Linked DNA regions of Capra hircus: region 2 is linked to region 1. A link is a contact called in public Hi-C data. All regions are on one chromosome and are shown on one strand. Each heading gives the region's core, a stretch centred on a gene start, on an enhancer-like site or on the middle of the called end of the contact. The rest is flanking DNA. Distances are from core to core; before and after follow the strand shown. Region 1 overlaps MED12L (mediator of RNA polymerase II transcription subunit 12-like protein). Region 2 overlaps MED12L (mediator of RNA polymerase II transcription subunit 12-like protein).

Region 1 (4,370 bases), core at 1,285-3,784:
ATGGACCACGTGTTCTCTTAATCGATGGGCACAGGATGAGGCAGGTCTGTGATTTCAGATTTCACGCTTGAGAAACTCATGCCTGTTACTCTAGAGGGGCCTTTGTACCCTGGAGTATACAGGAAAGCTGTCTCAGATTCTCTCTCATGAGCAGACCATTGAATATTTTGACTTGTGTTTATGTACGTCCTATCATCTGGGATAGCTGAATTCTTCTTTGGAAGAAATAATAAGTGTGACAATCTCTAGTGTCAACAGGAAGTTGATGAGAAATAGTATTTAATACTGTTTGGAATCTGCAAGTGCTGTTCTCACATAAGGTTTGGTGTCATGGGTTTGGGGTTATGAACCAAGAGCTCGAATCACACCCTTGCTGTTATGACCAAGAGCCACCTCGGCTTTGTTTTCCAGGGCCAGCCAGGGGACCAGGCTGCTCTCTTCGCTGCTCAGGCACGGCCCTCCCCTCAGCTCCCCCAGTTTCCAGGACTGCAGCAAGCACAGGTACCCATGTTTGCTTTGTAGATGCTACTGGGATTTTTAATGCTCTTTGTTTGAAGGGGGGGGACCCAAGTAAGTAGGGTATCAGTTCCCTTATGGGGTATGGGACTTAGTCACGTCTTCTGCCTATAGATTATAATCGACATTTCACAGAAATCTTTACCAGTGATTATTAAACAAGTCTGGGGATTGATTAAAGGGCATAAAACATTTTAGGAAATTGTTAGAAATGAATTAGAAATATCAATTCATAACTTTATGTTAATAATGATGATAGATATTGAAATGGTTATTAGTCCTATAGTACTTACCTTGTAATACATAATGATGTAATTTATGATGGAATTTTATGATATTCAAAGATAGCTTCGAAGAGGAATCATGGTAGAATAAGAAGAAAATTGGCCTTGGCATCATACCTTGACAAAATTCCTGACAACCTCTAAGCTGTGTAACATTGTGAGAGTTACTTGAAGTCTTGATTTTTGTCTCTGTAAAATAGAAACGAATGTTGTGGGGATTTAAGACCACCTATAGAACTAGTGAGGCACTAGACACATGGTAGTTATTCAGCAAAAGATAGCTTTGCCTTAATATAATGCAAATCCTGAGCTATTTGTTTTCTAATAGTTTTTTTATTTCTGCCTCCGCATCCTTTTACTCTACCCCTCTCATAATCAGGAAGCCAGGGATGTTGGCAAGACCTCTAGTTGGGGCCAGCAGTTCACACTGTGTCCACAGCTGAAAGGAGGGCTGAGATTGGCCTTCATGGGCACCAAGCCCCATGGCCTGCATCCCTGCGTGCTGTCTGCAAGAAAGTCATTGTCCATCACTCTATCTTGAAGTCAGAGCCATTCAGCTACCTCGAAACGTGGTATTTAGAGGACCCGGAGAGTGGTCCTCTTCTATTTTAATCAGCACTCTGTTCTGTATATTATAGATGGTGATCCAGCAGAACCTAAAGCTTTTCATTTACATCAGGTGTCAAGATTTGAAGAAACAGCCACTATATAATGTTGAATGGAGAAATTGAGTATCCTGATGGTATCATAGAGTGCTGAAGCAGGCTACTGTCCGACCAGAACTCAAGGATATCAAATAGTCACTAATGACACCCTCATTGGGCTTTCCTGGTGGCTCAGACTACCAGTAAACAATCTGCCTGCAATGCAGGAGACCCAGGTTCAATCCCTGAGTTGGGAAGATCCCCTGGAGAAGGGAATGGCAACCCACTCCAGTATTCTTGCCTGGAGAATCCCATGGACAGAGGAGCCTGGCAGGCTACAGTCCATAGGGTCACAAAGAGTCAGACATAACTGAGCAACTAACACTTTCAGTGACACCCTCATCCTCTGGTTAATTGACTTTTCTTCTTTTTTGTTAACTGGTTCGTTACTATAGGCAAATTCATTAGGCCCAAGGAAGTGTAGCTACATACCATACTAGGAAAGTGTACTCCATTATTTTTATTTGCCTTGAGTTTGTATAGCTTTTCTGAAACAGCATTAATGATGCTTGAACTCTGTTGAACACTGATATCATGTGTGCACGAGAGGTATGCATGCTTGCCTGATTATTTCTATGCAGAAACATGCCTTTCCTTTCCTGAAAACAAGCATCTGAGCTTAAAACTGATTGCTTAACCAAATGAGGATTCATGTTTTGTAATTGAACTTTCTGGTGAATCAGTACGCAAGTTCATCCTGTTCTGACTCTTCTCTTGGCCTCCAGAGTAGTCTTCCTCATATTTTGAGTTAAAACAGCCTTGGAGAACAGCACATCTCAGGGAGCTCCTCCTGGCTTTGTTTTTGCCCTGTGTGTCTTAGTGATAGGAAAGCTGGTAAATGGAAACGTTGACTTCTTCCCTTGTGCCTGCCTGCAGACCATACCCCAGGGCTACACAATGTATGGAACCCAGATGCCTTTGCAGCAGACCCCTCAGCAGCAGGCTGGCAGCGTGGTCCTGTCTCCTACCTATAATTCCAGAACTTATCCGGCCGCTCACTCCAACCCAGCGCTCATGGAAAGACTCAGACAGATGCAGCAGCCGCCGAGCGGCTACGTTCAGCAGCAGGCGCCACCGTACCTGCATCCCCTGACCGGCTCCCAGAGGTGATGCATGTGGAAATGGTTACAGTGGTGGCCACTCAAATCCTGATCTTTACTGTGCTTCCCTCAGGACGTGGTGTTATATAATTGTCCTTATGAGCTTGCATATTTCCACATCATTTTCATTCTGTCGTCTCATTTTTAGCAGCATCTGGATTGTGGTTCAAAAGAAGCAGTGTCTCACCTTGTTTGTTTGACTCACATCTCCCTTAGTATTTGTGTAGTATTTTTCAGTGATAACACTGTGTTAGCTCCAGTGTTCTTTTTTTCCTTCTCTTTTATAAAAAGGTTTTAAATTGTAAAAACCTTTTTTTAACTCATAAAAAAATGGTTGCTTATCCCTAGCAATGCCTTACTTGAATATGTTGATTGGCACCTTAAAGCCTGTGATTACAGTGCTCATTGTGTGTGGTATGCAAACAGTTCTGTTACACATCTCAGTTTTTACCTTTTCCACTTCAGAAATGGCTGGCAAAACCGGGCCATGAATGTCTCTTATTCAGTTCTTGCTTAGCTGGAAGTTGTAGACATAGTGTATAACTGAACTGTCCATTAGAGTAGCTACTAGCCACGTGGGCTGTTTTAATTTAGACTAATCAAAGTTTTAAAATGCTGTTCCTCAGTTCTCAGTCACAGTAGTAACATTTCAAGTGTTCATTAACCACATGTGGCCAACAGGACCAGCTTTGAAGATATGTGATCTGTGCAGTCAGGCAGGACTGTGTATTTAGAGAGGCCTGTGTGGTTGCTATTAATGCTCTGCTGTCACTCACTTGAAATTCTTGCTCATTTTTGATCAGAGAGCCCTGCATTCTTTTTTTGCCCTGAGACCCAGTAATTGTGTAGCCGGTGACCAGTGGCTGTCTTACTGGACAGCACAGATGCAGTCAGCGTAGAATGTTCTGTTGCATGGCATCGGTCTAGGGGAATTGAGTTTCCTGCAGAATGTCGGAATGTTGCTCTCCCATGGACAGCAGCTTTGCTCTTGTGTGTTACCGTCAAAGAGTTCAGGTCAACTCCAAGTAATCACTGTTTGGAAAACTGGCACGGTTGATGGCAGCACATTTGGAAACATGAATAAATTTAGAAAACATGCATTGTATTTATTATTTGTCTAGTAAGTGGCAACATAGCATACTGCCTAAGAAATTGAACTTCAGAGCCCCAAAGTTCTGGGTTTAAATCCCACCTGTGCCATTTGCTGTCTTACTACCTTTGGTAACTACTTCTCTAGCTCTGTTTTCTCACTTTAAAAGTAGGGCTAACAAAACTGCTGAACACGAAGGAGGGCTGTGGGGGTAGTAAACGAAATAACAGATTTCAGATTTTTCCCACAGCGCCTGCTCCAGGTAAAATGCTCAGTTAATGTCACTTATTAGAAACTATCAGAACATTTTTAAAAAGTAATTTATCCATGTTGCTATCTTACTGTAAGTAGTAAGTATACTTGCTGTTCTTTTGTCAGGTGATACTGTGTGTCCCTGAGAATCTAGGTGACCTTGACTGCTGGCCTTTATTGCATTTGAATTGTACAAAGTGATTATTGAATATGATGGTTTATTTGTGAGTGTATGTACGGCTCCCACGGCACTGATCAAAAACTTTGACAGTGCACTAGGGCCTGAAAACAAGTTCTTTCTTCTTTACCAGGCTGAATCATCAGTCGCTTCAGCAGAGCCCTCTGGTGGGTGGAGGAATCGATGCGGTGCTGACTTCCGCACATCCAAACCTTCCCTCAGTGCCCTTGTCTCAGGACCCCATGA
Region 2 (4,370 bases), core at 1,184-3,683, 250 kb before region 1:
TGAGAAGAAATTACTAGAACTCCTATTTAGACAACATTTAAAAAGACTTTACACTGTAAGCAACTGGTCTAAGTTTTATAATGAACATATAAAAATTATAAATATATATGTGTATATTGCAAGCATTTACTAAAAAAACAAAACAAAACCCAGCTGAGCTGAGTGGCTGTGTGAGAATTGTTTGGAGGTCGCCGCTCTAAGCTCTTGTAAAGGAGTGACTGTTCCTTACTGGCTGTGGGGAAGTGTGTGCCACTAGAGGGCACCATATGCCCGGGGCTGTGCTGGAGTCACAGACTTTGTTGGAAGGAACATCCATGCTACCCATTCAAGAGTGATGATATTGAATGTTGACTCAACTCCAGAAAAATTTGATGTGTGAGTGGTTGCTTTGTGGTTACTGAGCTGTTTTAAGAGTAAGATGAAAACTGCATTTTAAATCCGTGATTCAGACTGGTCACCTTTTTCTTAATAATCTACCAGAAAGAGTTAACTGGACAGATCCTTCTGAAATATTTATAACAAGAATTTTTACAATATGACTTTGGCATTTGTTTGTGTGTGTATATCAAGCTATGTGTGTATATGCATGTAAACAACAGTGGTTCATCTCTGTGTTTCCTCTTCACTAGCGTTTACTGTTTTCTTGACTACTGAATTTTATTTATTTCTGAAATTCATGTGTGAGCTGCAGAGCTGTTTTGACCCCTGATCAGCTATGTGACTTGGAGCAAGTTGCTAACAGGCAAGTTGCTTGTGCCTTAATGCCCTTTCTTGCCTTGGCTAGAATACTTCCTTGCTCTGTCTCTTAAGAAGACATGAGCACTTTGCCTTAAAAAGTTGTTACTGTTTACGTTAATAACATAACAGTCATTATCAGTATTGTATTGGAAGAACCAATGTGATGAAGCTGTAATTCTCTGATGAGTGGTACTTCTGTACAGTGGTGTGGTTAGGATTCAGAAACACAGCTCACTTCTTTAAAATACACTTCCCCTTTGCTGCTTTCATAATTTGTTTTAGGACTTAGACAACATGATAGGCGACAGAACAGCTGAGCAACCTCTGCAGTTGCAGCCAGGCTGAGGTTCGCTCTTGCCCAAGTCGTGTGTAGGTAGGGGTGTCTTGGCCCCAGACTGCAGAGCCACTTCCCCACATCTCTTTGGGAGACTTGACATTTACCCCATGGATTCTCTTTTCTCTGGAACTGCTGATATGGGAAATTCAGTTCTCTCCCTCTCGTGTTGAGCGGGGTGGGGTGGGGGCAGCTGTCCAGGTGATAGACGAGTTCTGAGGTTCAGACCTGTGTTTACTCCTTCTTGGTATTCCGTGAAAGTCCATTGAAAGCAGTAATGCATGGGATGAAGGCATTTGAGGCCTTAGTCCTGCCTCTGTGGTTGAACTGTGGTCACAGAACGAGGGGAGGACAGTGTCCCGTGGGGGCTGTGCTGGGCCGTGGAAAGCATTATTCCCTTACACGCCTGTGCCGCCCCCCGCCCCCCCACCGTCCCCCAGTTGCCTTGTTGTCCCAGTGGCCCAGCCTCTGCTTCCGAGTTAGGGCCTAGGTGAACACAGAACCCAGAATCCTTGATGTTTACTCTTCTAGCATGATGCTGCTTGCCTTTGCATTCAGGGTAGTGTGAGGTTTTGTGGGCTGCCGTGGACAGGGCACTGAGAGGATGGGGCCAAGGTAACCGGGAAAGGGCCTCACTTTCTGAGGAGGGCGCCCTATCTCAGCTTCTGCTTGGTTTTACAGACCCACTGTCGCCTGATCACCCAGCCTTTCAGGAGAACCTGGATGTGAGAATTTGTACGTGAACTCTCCCAATTGTATATCACTCTGCCAGCCAGGCAGGATGTCTTTCTGGTTATGATGCTATTTTATGAGTAGGACGAAAACTACATTTTAAGTCTTTAATTCAGATTGGTCACCTTTTCTGAGTAATCTATCAGAAAGAGTGGCTGGACAGACCCTTCTGAAATATTTATGACAATTTTTGCAGTATGGCTTCGGCATCTGTGTGTGGGGGGGGCCGTGTTTGCTCAGATGCCTGTCACCTTCCAGGCCCTGCTACGTGTTTCATGCAACACTCACATACTTGCCTGTTCAGTGTTTCAGAGCCATTTCTGCTCTGCCTTCTGGATGCGGAGAAGAATAATAACCACACGAGGCAGTTGCCATAGGGGCTGTGGGGACCTCCTGCGGATTCCAAGCCCTGACAGCCTGTCACACGAGACTCACAGGCAGGAGTCACATTCCTGACCTTACCCCTGAGCGGCAGGGTGGGAGGGTCCCCCTCCCCCTTCCAGGGCCGCCAGATCACTTCCTTTCATGTGACTTCTCCCCTGGTTTGTGCTGGGTGTGGTGGGGGGGGGGCACGGTGCGGGAAGCAGCTGTGTCTCCGGGTGCCGCAAGGACGTGGATAGAAGGGAAAGTCAAAAGGAGGCAGGAAGAGCGGCCTTTCACTTCTCTATCTGGGACTGGAGGAAGCTGCCCCTCCTCTAAGTAATGCGAAGGCCGGATGGCACTGGCTGGTGGACGCACGTTCCTCTTCTCTGCTGTTAAATCCAAACGGATGTATTTAGTATTTGTATTTATTTTCTATCCAGGCTGTTCACAGAGCTCTCCCTGGGCAGGTGTGATGAGTTCACACGGGTTTTTTTGAACGGAGAGTCCAGGGCAGACCTTCCTTCAGCTCTGGCCCAGGCCTCCGGGGCCAGTCCGGCTCCACATCAGTGTGGCTGCAGGACTCTGCCCACATGGTCCACAGGGCCGAAGCCTGGTGTCTGTTCTGTCCCAGTGGTGCTTGTTCCATGTCTCCTCTTGCAAGTGCGGGGCTCTGCAGGCCCAGGGCAGCATTCCTCCTGCCCAGCAGCGTATCATCAGCCTTGAGCACCGCGCCGGGGCCCGGCAAGCCCTTGGGAGACATTTACTGAGTCGGTGCTTTGGGTGCTTGTAAAAAAGCTGCTAGGACCATGAACTGGAAGCAGCCACCCCTCTGAAGGCTTTGGCTTAGGTGGGAGGGTGTGAGGGCAACCGAGATCTATGTGGAATGTCAGGTTTGCCAGGGATTCAGGCACGAGAGGTTATGTAGAGGTGCAGGTGCATGGTGCAGACAGGACAGCTCTCCACCGGCGACGCAGAAGGTCAGTGCCTTTCCTTGGTGGCATCGCAGACAGTTCACCTACCTTGATGAGTCTCAGTTCTTTGTTTGGGAAATGGGTATTCTGTCTGCTGATGATGGGAAAATTGCACAAAACTGTATGGATGAAACATTTCAATATTTTATAGCAAGTAGAAAAATCCCATGGACGGAGGAGGCTGGTGGGCTGCAGTCCATAGGGTTGCTAAGAGTCAGACATGACTGAGCGAATTCACTTTCACTTTTCACTTTCATGCATTGGAGAAGGAAATAGCAACCTATTCCAGTGTTCTTGCCTGGAGAATCCCAGGGACGGCGACGCCTGGTGGGCTGCCATCTACGGGGTCGCACAGAGTAGGACATGACTGAAGCGACTTAGCAGCAGCAGCAGCAGCAACAGCAGACAGGTACTCAATAAATGCCAGCTGCTGTCCTGACGGATGGGTTTAGGGAGGCAGTGAAAGACTCCAGAAAGATGGAAGCAATGTGATCCCTTGGGACCTCTGTAGGTGTGCATGCATGCACGCGCACACACATGCACCCTTCTACCCATTTCATGCACACACACACACACACACACACCCTTCTACCCATCTCTCACACACACACCCCTCTACCCATCTCACACGTGCACACACACACCCCTCTCTACCCATCTCATGCATGCACACATATACTCCTCTGCCCGTCTCTCACACACACACCCCTCTACCCATCTTATGCACACTTGCACACATACACCTACACACCCACACACCTGTGCCCATCTCACAATCCACCAGTCCCTAAAGCACAGCCTAGACCTGTCCACCTTTTTCACGTCCTTGGATTCTCACAGAGGCTTTACCCTCTGTAGGGAAGCAGTTGGACAGAATCAGCTCTCCTCCCTAGGCACTGTGTCTGAGTACCGTGTTATAAGAGAGGTCATGCTCATTTCGGTGCTTTAGATTGTTTTTTTTTTAAATGTTGTTGAAGAAAAAGGTCACCTTGTGTCTGAGTATTGTGTTATAAGAGAGGTCATGCTCATTTCAGTGCTTTAGATTGTTTTTTTTTTTAATGTTGTTGAAGAAAAAGTCACCTTCTAAAGACCAGGAACCAAGACTTATGTGTGCAACTTACTTGCTCGCTTGTATCTTACTCTGCGACTCCATGGACGTTATGTAGCCAAGCAGGCTCCTCGGTCTGTGGGATTCTCCAGACAGGAACTCTAGGGTGGATTGTCATTCCCTT

What was found. A called contact is a pair of places that touch in the nucleus more often than the background predicts.
Region 2: a contact with region 1 is called in a Hi-C map of blood, with 4 times the contacts expected there. The contact joins two enhancer-like sites. A contact is called at or near these places in 2 of 5 Hi-C or Micro-C datasets (both in blood).

Annotation. Positions count from the first base shown.
Region 1 is chr1:116,281,390-116,285,759 of ARS1.2, reverse strand. MED12L (mediator of RNA polymerase II transcription subunit 12-like protein) reads left to right here. Exons shown (of 44, transcript XM_018049036.1): 39 at 412-501; 40 at 2,381-2,610; 41 at 4,258-4,370. Among named protein-coding and RNA genes, the nearest start is that of P2RY12, 27 kb to the left of the region's middle. Within about 2 kb of position 2,534, at least 1 of the 5 cell types and tissues checked has an H3K27ac peak or open chromatin away from gene starts, as enhancers often do.
Region 2 is chr1:116,535,429-116,539,798 of ARS1.2, reverse strand. The region is part of intron 11 of MED12L (mediator of RNA polymerase II transcription subunit 12-like protein); the gene reads left to right. Among named protein-coding and RNA genes, the nearest start is that of GPR171, 37 kb to the right of the region's middle. Within about 2 kb of position 2,433, at least 2 of the 5 cell types and tissues checked have an H3K27ac peak or open chromatin away from gene starts, as enhancers often do.